Linked DNA regions of Gossypium hirsutum: region 1 is linked to region 2. A link is a contact called in public Hi-C data. All regions are on one chromosome and are shown on one strand. Each heading gives the region's core, a stretch centred on a gene start, on an enhancer-like site or on the middle of the called end of the contact. The rest is flanking DNA. Distances are from core to core; before and after follow the strand shown.

The links. Hi-C and Micro-C count contacts between places; a contact is called where the count stands out from the background.
Region 1: a contact with region 2 is called in a Hi-C map of leaf, with 2.2 times the contacts expected there. The contact joins the promoter of LOC121219184 here to the enhancer-like site in region 2. A contact is called at or near these places in 5 of 34 Hi-C or Micro-C datasets (callus, hypocotyl, leaf and 1 more).

The regions. Positions count from the first base shown.
Region 1 is chrD07:52,314,462-52,317,161 of Gossypium_hirsutum_v2.1, reverse strand. LOC121219184 reads right to left here and starts at 1,379. Exons shown (of 1, transcript XM_041096880.1): 1 at 822-1,379. The coding sequence starts at 1,379. The coding sequence ends at 822.
Region 2 is chrD07:52,205,131-52,207,944 of Gossypium_hirsutum_v2.1, reverse strand. No RefSeq gene overlaps it. Among protein-coding and RNA genes, the nearest start is that of LOC107954944, 32 kb to the left of the region's middle. Within about 2 kb of position 1,259, at least 1 of the 9 cell types and tissues checked has an H3K27ac peak or open chromatin away from gene starts, as enhancers often do. A contact at or near this core is called in leaf, where this site is marked.

The DNA of each region.
Region 1 (2,700 bases), core at 130-2,629, 110 kb before region 2:
TTGAACTATTTTTTTTAAAATGTTTTTGTCAAACCAAAATTTCATTATTCAACTATTAGCATATGTTAAAATGAAATACTCTAACCAAAGTTTTCAGAACCGGATCGGAAGTCGAACCGATCAAGCTACCGATTTGTCAATTCGAATGATCCGTCCAATTCAATTAAATAAAACATTAAAAAACCAAAAAATATTTTTTAAGAATAAAAAGATCGGTTCAATCTTCTGGTTCCCAGGTCAATCAGTCTAATTGCTTTCTCTGAATCGATACTATTGTCGATTTTGGTTTAATCGATCAAACTGACTAATCTGGTCTAATTCAAGTTTTTATGATTTTTTTATAAGTTTATATCAATTTTATAAAATTTTAATATGTTTTTATAAAATATGTTTTATTAATTTTATAAAAGTTATTAGAATTTTTATAATATTATAATAGTTTTTATAAGTGTATTTAAATTTTCATATTTTTTTTATAATTTTTATGAGATAGAAGTTATTACATGTGATAATCTAATTGGTCTATCAAGATGTTGTAACAATGAATGTGATTAATGAGGAAAGCGGCTACTAGAAATACCTAATTTAGTATTTTAAATGTTAATTATTATTTTAATTAGGTTGACTTGCATAATCTATGCTCCAAAAAGTTAATTATATTTTCAAACAGCAAAGTTTGGTTACCATTGTGAGATGCCAATCCATGATTATTTGCATCGCTGTAGTTAATTTACAAACTCAGAAATAATTTCTGAGAAAAAAAAATAAAACTGGGAACCAAATTATTGTCAAGAGGCAAGCAATGAGTTGCAGAAATTCTGCTATTGAGCCATAATCACTTGGCGAGCTTCAAATTTAATCCCTTCTTTCATCTTTCTAATAAAATCTTCACATTTCTTGTTTAGCTCTTCATCACTCATCCACCCAAGTTCTTCATCTTCATCCTCCTCCATTGATCTGTCTTCTTCACCTTCATTTTCTACAACCAAGGGCACATCTGCTTCTTCTCTTTGATCAAATTCTGCAACAACGTTGGGTTTTAAATTGGACCCTTTTGGCTCTGATGCTTCAACCTCTAATTTACTGATCTTCACAGCCTTTTCAGCTTTAACATCAGTCTCTACACAACTACTACCGATCAAACCCGAGCTGGTGGCAATGAAAATAAGCAGCCCATTGCAGAGCAGAAACATGTAATTCTTGCCTACACCGGAACTAAAGAGTTGTAAACCATATGCCAAAGCTTGGAAGTTACACATAAAAGGGTAGGATAATATAACAGAAAGAAGTGAAAATGGGAGCAAAATCTTGGTGAGTAGCTTCACCAAATGAGAGGTGGTGATCAATTGAATTCTCTGTTTTTTGTTTGGAATCTCCATGCTTGTTATCTTCTCTGTTGGGCTATGAAAAAGGGATTTGAAGAGAAAGAGAGAGGAAGCTTTTGGAGATTAGGTAGGTACTTGACATAAGCTAACAGGAGAGACCAGAGCTTTATATAAGAAGAGTTGGGTACCTACTTCCTGGAAACTACCCCTTCTTCTCATGGGAATGATGTATGGGTTAGAGAGCCGATTTGGCAACCACTTCTGTCGTCTTTATACTATTCAATTTCAATCAAGTCTACCACTTTGCTTTTTGAATCTACTCTCCTTCACTTTTAAAACTACTTTGAAAATGTTATTTTTAAGAAAAGTGTTTTCCAAAAGAAAATGTGATTTATTAAAAGTGTTTTGGATTGTTGTAAAAAATTAAAATAATTTAATTTAAAAATATATTTAATATATTATATATTGGTAATATAATAATAATTACTATTAAATCTATGCATCTATGATTCTTTAAAATATTTCATGGTAATTTAAGTATTATCAAAATAGTATATCATAACATTTTTAAGTTAAATTTAATTCTTTAAACTACATGCAATGACATCTATAATGATAAATGGGCATGATTGAATGCTTTTTTATCAAATATAAGTCTACCTCTACGAAAATTAGGTAAATGATATTGTTCTCCTTTATATGATCCAATGAAACCTTTCAATTGGGTATATGTAGAACCAACAAAATAATATTTTCCTATATGTCATAAGATATTAACCGGTTAATTAAAGAACTTATATTTTCTATTAATAACTAAATGTAATAAATAAATTACCATTTGATGGATGTGGAAACTTTGGCCTTAGATCTCGAATTGCATCAAATAAGATTTTAGTGTCATGCGATGATCCCTCCCATCCAGCCACTACAAATGTCAAGCACATATTGAAATCACATACAACCATAATATTCTGAGTTTGGACACTTTTTCTTTCGATGTAAAGAATTTGTTCATTTGGTGGAAGAATTGTTGAAATATGTGTATCAAGCACAATTGGAATTAAATTTCTTTTCGTAAGTTGTTTATACAATGTGAAGCAAACAATGTTAAATTTGTTCTTTTATTTATCTATTATTTATTTGATTTTTTTTTGTGAATTATAATAACAGGTCAAAACCTGAACAACAAATGCGACTAGCTCAACTTGAACTCAAGCCACACCTAAGACGATAAACACCCTTAACCATCAGACCATCACATGGGTTCATAAAAATATATAATTTTAAATTTATAAAAATATATTGTTTAATAACAAAAATGTACAAAAATCACGCTGACATTAAAAGCAAGTATATAATTTTCACCTCCTACAAG
Region 2 (2,814 bases), core at 10-2,509:
TTAATATTTGTTTGGAAATAAAAACAAAATAGAGAATAAAATCTGTTGAACTGCGGGGAAAAAATCCCGAAACAGATTTTATTTAATTTAAAAATTTATTTTTGAATAATTTTTTTCTTTCCTTTTCGCCTTGGTGTCTCGTTTGTCTCAGATTAGAGAATTGAAAAAATAATAGGATCTCGTTTGTCTCGTTTCATTTCCTAGGCATTAAAGCAACAATAACACTGGAAGATATAACATTACTGATGGACCTTCTAGTGGATAGGCATCTACTAACTGGAAGTTTTGAGTAAAATCTAAAGGAGGTACTTTTCCAACATTGGGAATAGATACCAACCATAAGTATCATTTTACTGGACTTCAGATTTAGTTAACACGGTTGAAGAGCCAAATTAAATATCTCTTAGAGAATCTAACACCTGAAGTTATTGAACATCATGCTATAACTTATACTCTTTGGCTAATCGCAGGTGTGTTAATGTCAAAAAAGTCTGATAACTTAAGTCATTCCATGTACCTCTTATTGTTATATAATTTTGAAACAGCTAGAACACAATTGGGGATCTGTGGTTTTGACATGCCTATAGAAGGTGCTACGTAAGACGTTTAGAGTTGGGAACAAGGAAGTAAACTGGTTAGACTAGTTCAAAATTAAACTGGTTGATCGATCATTCTGTGAACCAATTGGTTAGACTAGTTCAAAATCGGTTTAACTGTTGGTTCAACTAGTTTGTATCAGTTCATGGGTCAATCGAGTTTTTACCTCTCATTGGATTGATACTCTAGTTGGTTCCTGGTTTGACTAGTTGGTAAAGTCCAATTTATATAACATTGAATTTTGTAATTTTTAATATTTAATTTTTTTTATTTTTTATTTTTGAATTTTAAAGAGTTTTATTTTTGTTCATAAATTTTTATTTAAAAAAATTATTATTATTTTTAATCTTTATGATTTTTATTTAAAATATAAAAAAATAATTTTTTAAAATTTTTATGTACTTTTAAAGGGTAAATACCAAATCGACAAAAACTGTACATGTTGAGAGCTTAAAAAGTTATTTTATCTTTGACACTATAAACTTTAATGGTAAAATTAGAAGGAGGGACCACGATTTTAAAAGATATCTCAAAATTTAAATTTCAAAAAATTACAAATTATTTTTCATATTTAAACTTTTTTGAGCATGCAACCAAACAAACATTTCGTTCACTAGACCTGGGCTTCACAAAACTACAAATCCAAATTGTATCAAATGGGGCATTAAGCTGCAGACTTGTTTTACCTTATCCAGCCCAAACTATTTGTTTCCTTGCAGTCTAGACGTGTTAATATCCATGAGTTTGTATATATATCTTAATTCGTGCTAATTATTTTTCAATTTTTTATATAGTTATAATTTATTTATGAACATAATCTTGATATATATTCACATATTTATTATTTTAATGCATCATATGTGTTAAATGTATACTAGAAACTTTATCATACGTGTATGCATGTGGAAATCATGTATTTAGAATATATATTTGTGTTTGTATAAATTGAAACTAATTAATAATAAGGCATGAAATATCCTTAAAAAATGATAACACATGTAATATGTATAATATTAAATAAAATTAGATTAAGTTGTAAGTAAAATGGAATTTAAACACATGAATATATCAGATTAAGATTATTGAATGGGTACAATTATTTATCAGGGTATTGTCATCAATCCTAAGTTAGTGTCAAGTGGTAAATTTAAAATTTTGTTAACCTAATTAGCGTGAGTTCAAATCTCGTCATATACATATTTTTATTGGTCTTTTTTAAATAAAAAGACTAAATGTCCTCCAAATATATATTCACATATATACTATTTATTAAGCTTTTTACAATATCTGAATCAAGGACACTATGCATATAAAACTTTTTCATTCACCATTTGAACTAAAACAATTTTTAGTTTTTATTTGAAACTTAATAAGTATATTTGTGTTCTAATTATATATATATATTTGTGTATATGAATAAATTTAATCTAATTTTTTATTTTTTATATCATACATATTTTGTGTGTTATTATTAATTATTTCTAAACCATACTCTTCATCATTTATCGTATATTATTTTTAAATACACAACTATATTTTAAACATGTGATTTCTACACGCAAACGTGCGGGATAAAATTTTTAGTATTTATGATTTTATTATATATATGTTTAATATATATACTAAAAGTATAAAATATACATATAATATAAGGGGTAAAAAAATAATACTAATTTTAGAAATCAAGTGGAACACAACAGAACAATCAAGTGAAACATAGTAGAACAATCAAGTGAAACTAAAGAGATTTCGATAAATTATGTTAATACGAGAAAATATTGAACCATGAAAATTGAAAGTTGTTGACAATGGTTTTGCATGCAATAGTATTATTGAGATAATGAAAGAAAATGAGGATCTTGAATAAATATTTTGAGGAATAGATTGACCAATATAGAAAAACACAATTCAAGTAGTATTTAATTCGTGAAGTTTTTGGACTAGTAGTCTAAACATCTAAAGGTATAAAGTCAGTAAAATATAAATGAGTAGTTTTGCGAAAATGAAATAAGAAAAATGAAGTTTTTCACTAAGTCCTAGCATTGAAAAGATATTTTATGTAAAGGATGCAATAACCTTTAGATATCTTATTAATTTGACAGTTTACGAAAAATTTGACATGCTTCTAATCATTGTTCTTATAGACTTTTATATGAATCACTATATAGTGGAAGTTTATATTAAAATCCTTGAAGGATTTAGAATGCTAGAAGCATA